Linked DNA regions of Danio rerio: region 2 is linked to region 1. Evidence: chromatin contacts called from public Hi-C data. All regions are on one chromosome and are shown on one strand. The core of a region is the stretch at or near the end of the contact, and the rest is flanking DNA. Distances in the headings are between cores, read along the strand shown.

Evidence for each region. Hi-C and Micro-C count contacts between places; a contact is called where the count stands out from the background.
Region 2: a Hi-C map of embryo shows a contact between it and region 1, with 2.7 times the contacts expected there. The contact joins the enhancer-like site here to the promoter of tmem267 in region 1. A contact is called at or near these places in 5 of 18 Hi-C or Micro-C datasets (caudal fin, embryo, fibroblasts and 2 more) and 1 of 4 datasets of contacts at active chromatin or transcription factors (caudal fin).

Annotation. Positions count from the first base shown.
Region 1 is chr10:15,475,635-15,480,348 of GRCz12tu, forward strand. It overlaps tmem267 (transmembrane protein 267), which reads left to right and starts at 2,692. Exons shown (of 3, transcript NM_001003574.2): 1 at 2,692-2,765.
Region 2 is chr10:15,611,491-15,616,204 of GRCz12tu, forward strand. No RefSeq gene overlaps it. Among named protein-coding and RNA genes, the nearest start is that of il11ra, 18 kb to the left of the region's middle. Within about 2 kb of position 1,966, at least 3 of the 62 cell types and tissues checked have an H3K27ac peak or open chromatin away from gene starts, as enhancers often do.

The sequences.
Region 1 (4,714 bases), core at 1,442-3,941:
GAAAAACTTCCCTTATGCAGAAGTTGTCTTGCTCAGGGGGTATATACACATTAATTAACGTAACTTCTTTTTGATCTAAGAGACCCTTAACAAGAACATATCGACCCTCTTTGTCTGTAAATTCAGCAAGCAGGCGGAAGTTCACACAGTTAGAGATTAATATTGCTACCCCTCTTCGTTTTCCCTTCCTGTAAGATGAATAAAATACGTTCTTAAACCCTTTTTGTTTTAATTTTTCGTGTTCTAGATTATTAAGATGCGTCTCCTGCATAAATATAACATGCAACTTTTCCTTTTTCATCTTTGCGATAACCTTGCTTCTTTTGATTGGATTGTATAAACCATTTACATTAAGGGTAATCACCCTATATTCCTGAAACTGCATGTGATCATGTTATAAAACACTTTCTGTAAGGTATATGTTATTGGTGACCTAGTCTGAACTACATATGAACTATATACAATAAAATAAGAACCCTTGACTTTACAGTCGGAAATAACAGCTAAACAGAATGCATAGAGAGACCTCCATTCGAAGTAACAAACAGTTCTTACTTCTTATTGTAGGGGAATAGTCTAGATAAATACCAGAGCCCCTCTTCAGTGCAGCCTTAAGTGCCCTTTAGGGTATTCTGCGTGCAATAAAAAAAAAAAATATATATATATATATATATATATATATATATATATATATATATATATATATATATATATATATATATATATATATATATGTTCCCGTGTTTGTCGGTCAACTACGTTATTTACTAAGGGCGATTTTACCTGTTGCAGATCAACAGAAAAATAATTGAGGTAAGTAGGATAACAGCAACAGCCTACATGAGATAACAGTCTTAGAGTAGTAACGTTAGGGGGAAGAAAAAAAAGAATTCAGTCTTACTCCATCCCGTTGCGGGTGTTCGCAGCTGTCGCCTGGCACACACTAAAATGTCCATAACAAACAGCTGGTTCCTTCACCAACTGTATAGTTTACAGTCATTTGTCACTCGTATCTAACAAACCATAAACCTTTAAATTTATCTTGGTCGGCGAAAAATTCCGGAGCCTCACTTTAATCCAATCCTGACAGGTCTGCCAGTTTGTCGTATTCGTGGAGCGTTGCCAGCCGGTCGTCCGCGCTTTGCTCAAAACCTCATCTTCTGAAGATGTCTCGCGGCCGAACTGGAAGCCCCTTTTCTTCATGTCCTCGGTCGCTTCGTCTGCGCTTCCATAGGTGATCGGCCCACCGTCAAAGAAAACTCGCAGTTTTGCTGGCGGCGGTGTTTGGGTCTTTGTGTATCCTCCTGATCTGAGAGTATGCCTTTCTTTTCGCCAAGGTTTCAGCAGGGTAGTCATGATCAAAATAGATCCTGCTGTTGTTGTGAAAGATTTCCTTTTTCTTCCACGCAGTGTGCAGAACCATTTCCTTAACTTTGAATTCTTGAAAGTACACAATCACCGATCTTGAGTCTTGGTCAGAGCGCTCTGTGGCATCTTTGAATCCTGAGTTCAATATCAGCGAGGTCCAGTTCTTTTTTAATAAGATTATCAATGAATTGGTACATGTTGTTATTTTCAGCGCCTTCCGAGATCCCGTAAATGCTAACATTATTACGTCTCGAGCGTGCCTCCAGGTCCGTTAACTTCATCTGCATTTTTTTCTGGGCTTGTAGTGACTGGCTCAGAGCTTCTCTGAAGTCCGTGGACCACTCCTCGGCTTCGGCGATGCGGGCCTCGGCCTCACTAACTCTGTCAGTTGTAGTTTTTAGATTGGTTGTGATTTCGTTTAGCGTCTGATAAATTTCCTTTCGAAAGTCCACTAATTCTCTTTTCAGATCGTCTCGGAAGTTGTTTAGCTCTGACTTCATCTCCAAGGCCATCATCTTTATATCTGCGCGGATGGCCGCGACGCTATCATCCACTGTTGCTAATTTTAGATTTTCCTCTTGTCCGCCATTACGGTCTCCTTGTTCCTCAGCCACGGCGGTATCCTCTAAATTACTACCTTTATCCGCTTTCCCGAGCTGTTTTCCTTTGCCCTTTTTGATCTTCTCCCCTTCCGTCATTAAATTCGATCAATAACTAAGTTTTAATTGTATTGTTTGGGGAATTAATCTCCGACCGAACGGGAGACAAAAAGTTAAGCGGCCATGCGCTTCAGTTAACTGCCGGAAGTCCCCAAAAAGTTTTGTACTTTGTGTTTTAAATTGGTTTGGAGTAAATCTTTGTTACAGTTAAATATCATTCTTTTTCCTTTCAGCTTAGTCCCTTTATGCAACAGCGGAATAAACCCCCAACTTATCCTGTTAAATAATGCAAGAATAAGCTATGACATAAAATTAATATGACATTTAATCAAATTATTTTTTTATTATTATTTAAGTTACTTTTTTATTATTCTGTTAAAGTTTCTTTATGACACAACAAAAACTCTTATTTTGCATTTTAAAAAACTTGTCATAAAACTTATTTAAAAAATTATACTGAACTTTTATCACATGCAGTATCAGCAAATGTGCACATTATCTACAATTTTTTTTGCATTTTTGAATCAAATGACGCAACGAAATCTCGTTTACAGAAATTTGTTTACTTTTGTGGTTTGATGATACGCGCTCCGAATGACCGAGTCACTTGTTTTAAACAAACGATTCGCAAAGATTTCAAAGCTTTACGAAGCAGTAAGGAACCGATTCAGTGATTCGCGATTCAAACATTACAAGAGAACAAACAGTCCGTCAGACCGGTGAGGGGAATGAGATGAGGTGAGGAAACAGTACCTATTAGTGCCTTATTTTGGTCATTGTAGCCATGTCTAAAACTAGAGGAGAACAGTGCCGTTGAATCAGTTTATGCGGACGTTGTTATGTTGGCTAATAAATTTAATGTACCTTGAGCTATGGATTAGCTGATAAGCTAGTTAGCTTCAAAGCTAATACTCTTTTTATTAAACCTTGCTAGACCAAGATATCCAATTGTACCAACAATAGAGTAATTTGAATTTATTTTATAGTACACGCAGAATATCAGTGTTATTTTGCTAAAAATAAGACTTAAAACAATCACGTTAAATGTTAAATATCTCGACAGGCTGCATGCCTTCATTATTTAATGCATTCATTATGAAATGTAACGTTTTCGTTTAGATTCTTTTTCTTAGTAAACCTGTAACGGGTTGACTTTCTCCCCACTGTTTGAAGGTTTACACGTTGTTTTTAAGAGCGTCTTTGAGTAAATAAATATTTATGTAAGTAACAGTTACATATGTGTACACCTAACTCTGGTGACCATTTAATTAACAATTTGTTGTCATAGTCATGAAATATCATGGAGTCATCATTCACTGATCTGTGCTTAGTCATTTTTATATTTATGAAATACTGCCATTACATCTGCTTTTATAAATAAACAGAACCTTGGTGTACTGAATAATTTACCTCAAAATTATAATAAATAGTTAATTCACACTTACGCACAGGCCATTAAATATGTAGTTGAATATGTAATATGTAGTTTTTATTCATTTATTTATTTAGTCAGCAGAACGTTAAAGAAGATTTTTAGCTTAAATCATGGTCCTTGGTAATTTATACTATACAAGTTACAGTCTACCAGCAATTTTAGAGACAAAACGGTTTGTGGTTAAAACAAAATAAAAAGCACATTGTAGTCCTGTGAAGTCTGTGCAAAAAACATAACTTTTATTTATGCATTTCTCTTTTTTACAATTTTATGACTTTTAATCCACATCATAAGCTCATTGGCCTCTTCTTAATTAAAAAAAGAAAATCACTGAACATACTTTTATTAAGGTTTGTTTTTGATAATGTTATATATATTTTTTTACTTTTTAGAAAATTATAACAACATTGTCCTAATATTCCCTTTTAGTGAATTGTTAAAAAAGACAACTTTTTTTTTCTTTTTTGCTTTTACATTATTATGCTTGACAAATCTTTCCAATATCTAAAATACCACCAGCAATTATTTAATAAAAAAACATTTATAACGTTTATAAATAATTGAAATGAAATGGGCATTGCTTTTTAAATAATGCGAGTGTGTGTTTTTATTAAAGAATGCATGTACTGGAGAATTATCAGAAAGATTGTGGAAAAGTGTGTTCAGATTAGAGACATATTAAAGAAACCGAATAAACCCACAGGTTTGATCCCTGTTTAAATTTCCCTCTACATTTAACACTTGTAATATTTTTTTTCACTATACAATTGGATTAATATAATCAATAGAACATGTTTTGACTACATTTTGCAGCTAATTATGTGAACATATAGAATCGTTTGTAGGCCTGTCACAATATCTGTTTTTTGTTGTACGATATATTGCACCAAAATATATTGCGATAGACAATATTATTGTAATTTTAAGACCATTTTATGCCACTCATTATATAATAGCAGAATGACCATATAATATTATCACAATACACTCTTCCTAAGAACACATAATATTTTTAAGAATATTTCAATTAATTACAATCATTTTAACAATTTAATAATGAGGCATTAGAATCAGAATGTGAAAAACTAAATAAACTTAAATTAAATAATAAATGTTAACAAAAAAGTGCAAGGTAACAAGTAATAGAGGCTGCGATATCTGCTACCAGATCTACTTTCAATTGTCAGGCTCTCACTTGAAAATATACTTGGGTAATTTGCAGTAAATTGAGTAATATTTATTTAACCATACT
Region 2 (4,714 bases), core at 716-3,215, 140 kb after region 1:
ATTCTGTCGTACAGCTCTGCGAAAAGGGGCGGGATTAAACAAGTTTATTAGACATTTAAAAAAGCAAGCAATTGCTCCATTTTTTAAATTTCTGTCCAGAGATGTCATTTTTAATCCTCGATTGGTGTCACACAGTCAAGTGATGCGATTTCGCAGGTCAGAGTTCACCAAGCTTGAATTTTACACCGCAGCAACCTGCGAAACTTGACGCATGACCCTGCATTTCCGGTCTGACGCATTTGAGTGCTTATGAATGGAAGTCTATGGAAGGAAGAGCCCAGTGTGACTGCAGCTTAAGAGTTGCGTCGCGCCATGGTGCATTTGCTTATTACATGACGTAAAGTAAGTGTTAGTGGAAAAACTGAGCATTTCACTAGCAAGAAAAGTTAAACAGAGCATCTATAGCACGAGAATGAGAGATAAATTATTAAATTTAACTTTTGCTCTCATGGACAGAGAAACCTTCTACGCATAGACATCAATTAGCCTATAAATGATTTATTTTGTTTGTTAAGCACAAATATTTTAAAACTTTTTCTTCTAATTTCCAGCAAACGAATTAATGAACAATAATAACAAAGTGTGGTCAAAAAGTTATATCCTAATACTAATGCTGTGACCCATATGGTCTAAAACCTGACAGGTGGGCAAATCTAAGCTTGTTTTTAATAAAACAAATATAAATAAACATATAATAAATAATACTGCTAGTAATAATAATAACATTATGCAAAAGCCCTTTTAAGACGCCTATGGGCCTATGGGCGCACATATGAGCGCAAATGCATTTGCTATATAAACAGCATGGCGCAAAACGTCAAAACGACTCTTGCACCAAGCTGAATCTAGCAAACAACAATTGGGTTGCGCCTTGTGCCATATTGTGCCAGGTGTATGATAGGGCCCAATATATTAATATATCATAATAACGCAGTGTATTAAAATAAAACAGTTTATCCTTAGTATTTTTGAATTTTTTTTGCCTACAGACAACAATATTGTCAAAATAATGCCAGCACGACTAAAAACAATGTGCCTTGCCGCTTTGAATGAGAAATGTTTTGACTACATTGTTTCCTTTAAAAAAGGTTGAAAAATGCGAAGTATCACATTGTTATGTAAACATACACTAAGATCATTACAAATAACATTGCTGAACACATATCATGTAACCAGCTGCTTCATATTTTTTGTATATGACGTTGTATACCAATAACAATACTACAAAAATGGATGGACAAAAAACTGTTCTGTCTGTGTTAAACAGTACGGCCTCCTTTAATCAGCTATATAAAACAAAGTGAGTAGAAAAGTTAAACAAAGAATATCTACTGTACTTTGATCCCAATGAATGCAGGGAACACTGATTAACGAAATGATAATATTATTATTTTTTTAATTAATGACGCTTATTAACAATTATAGTCATATAATTATATGATTGGACTTTAATTTCTCATTCCCCTTTTTTAACTCCTTTTTTATGAACTTTTATTGAAGTTTTCAAGTCCTTTCTCCAGCCTTTTCCATTTCTCCAAGCATTTGTTTTTCCATTTCTAAAGTACCATGGTATAATTGCTGGTGGATAATAATGATTTAAAAGCTTTAATCTCTAAAATCACAGAGTGGAGAATTAAATGAATGTTTTCCCAGTGTTAAACATTACTGAAACATGTTGCATCTTGACAGTCGCTGGAGCACATGTATCTCACAGATATGAATTTAATACGCAATGGTAGCTACTCAGGATGATATTTTTGTGTTTACAGTCTTTAACTTGTTGTCCATCCCAGATGTAACATCTGAAGTCTGTAATCTGAGCAAGAGAACCAGATGCTCCAGATGTCTGGCCACATCAACATCCCCACAAATATGTTACCCAATATATATTAATCTTCAAATGGCGCTGTGGCCTCTAAACTGAAAACTCAGACATCACTCAAAAATGTTGGCTAATCATATATTGCAGTTTGATTTCAGATCAGCATTTGAGGTGAGTTTCGTTCTTGTAGAAAGAATAACACAATTTACAGCTTTAGTTACAATATACAATCTTATTTTATTTTGAGTCCCTAAAACCATAAATATCGCACACTGTAATCATGGTGGACAAGTGTTAGAGTCATTAGCCATTTGAATTTCAAGCGTTGGTTTTACATTTTAGTGGAAGTTTATTTACTTTGAATACACTCATTTGATACATGATTTTTAATACTGAACAGTCCTTGACTTACAGTGGGTTTTCTGAACAGTTGTATGGCGACCTCTTCTGGACATAGCTTATAAAATACATTTTAGCCTAACTCAGTAAAGAGTGTTCTATTTAAAATGTAAAGAGCGTGGTGTTTTAAACATACTCTATTGTTAAAGACATTATTACATATAAAAATATTGTGTTTGATCAATATTGATATGATTAAAACCACTGGTAATTTGCTGCATGTTACAACCTCTAAATCTAATTGAACAAATTGTCTTCCAGCTTTTTTCAGTAACGAACAAGCATTTGTCCAACCAGTTTTCACATTTTCAAAATTCTATTCACAATTAGAAGAGCATCAGTCTTTTGTGGCCATATCATTCACACATTTCATGTCGTTTTCACCCAGTATGCAGTCAGTTAACATCTACACAATGTTTACATTTTCTTAACAGACAAGCTACCTCCCAACAAAACGATAGATTGTTTTTGTAGCATTTACGAATGTTAACACACATCCCACAATAGCAAAAACAATATTCCAAACCTTAAATACAGTACAAAAATATCTGCTTCTGCAATGATATCAGTTCAAAAACAATATCAAAAATATATCTTAGCTGATAATTAACAAACAAGTGCATAATTGACACACAACTGATTTATGTTGGGTAAATTGGCCCAACCACAACTGACTCCAGTCTGGGTTGGAATCTATTACATTTACAAATATACAGTAAAAGGAAGACTTTGAGGAGTGATGTTGATGAAAACATGTGGCCTAACCCTAGTAGCAAAGAATTCTGGCCCAGATTTGGCATAAAGCTGGCACAGCAGGCATTCATCCGGCACTGGCATACAGCATGTGGCCAAACATGGCCCGGGTTTGGCAGAGGCGGCACCGTCTTTAAGGCGGCACACAAGATTTGGGCCAGATGAAAAACGTAGTATTTGGCCCAGATTTAAAAATTTGATAAGTGGGCCATGTGAGTTTGGCCAGTCTTGACCCACATTTAAAATACACTAAAATCATTTTTGAGTAAAGAAAAAAAAATCTACCAATCAGGTCACTTTGAGAAAAAGTGTGCCCATAGTGTGCCTAAAGCGCATAACTCCATGGGTTTATCAATTTCATTGGAATCGTGACACACCAACCTATCTGGCACAGTTCAGGCCCAGTTACGAGTTATTAACTTGGCTGAGACTTGGCCCAGATATGGTCCGTGTTTGGCCCTTGTCTGGAAGCCAGATTTGGTCCAGTCATGTACCGTAATTCACTGCAGCATGTGGGCCAAGCAAAACCTGATTGTGTGGGCCAGAGCTGGGCCAGAGATATTTTGCTATGTGGGAACCCTGAACATCACAGAGATTAGAAATAGTCATTTTGTGCTTTTTTGTTAGATTTCCAGTGTTTTGGTAAAGTGCATGCAGAAACATGTGCTCTATTATGAAATGAAGAGTTAGTATATATTCAACAAAATTTATTTTTGAGAAGAAAATTATCAATTTGGCCTGTTGTGTTTTGTAGGTGTGAGTCTGTGTTAAGAGTTTAGAAAATATGGGTAAGCACTTGTTAGCGATTGAAAAAAACTGTAAGAGTTTAGAAAAAGTATCTGATGTATATGGGTAGGCGATTGTTAGCGACTAAACAAAAACTGTAAGACAGAGGATAGAGGCGACCTAGGTGCATAGGACCTAGGGCGGCAGAATAGAGACGGTGACGTCTGCAACACTACCCTCACCACCCTCAGTTATAACCGCGTCCCCGACACTACCTTCAGGCAGAATAGAGAGGGTTGGGGTTGAGGGCGGCGTGACCGTCTTTTGCCTAGAGCGGCAGTTCGGCTTGCTCAGGCCCTGGGTAAGTTTGATTGTGGTGCTAACATGTTTACTCTCTGTGTAGTTCGTATTGATCTAACTTTGCCATCTGAATAAATAAAGACCACTGGTTGCTCAATTACCAAATCTGTAGAGACAGGCCAATCAACACCAACGACGGCCGCGTCTTTATTAAGAGAACACGAGCCCCATTTCTAGATCTCACCATTTCTAGATGAGAAAAGCTTGCGGGTATAAAAATGTTCCTTAGACACTTATTGTTGTCAAACTTTGTTGTCGAACAACGAATTGTTGTTGGCACTGTAATCCACACGTGAGTCCAGCTGCGCTCTCATAGAGAGAAAATGAAAACAAAACCTTCACTGCAGCAAATTATAAAAGCAACACTGCACGCTTGTTTTGGCAACACAACAGAGCCGGCCCAAGGCATAAGCGAGCTAAGCGGCTGCTTAGGGCCCCATGGCCACCAGGGGCCCCCCAAGAGTGCATGAAATTACTATCTTTCGTTTTTGTTTTAGTTTGTTGGAGAGTTTGGTTATAGATTATGGGTGGGGCAAATATATCAATATGCTCTGGCGCCAAGAATCGATATTTATCTAAATGTACAAAAGATCTGAATTAAATAATCTACTCTGACTGCAGCCATTTACCGCTGTGGCTGCAGTACACCCAGCT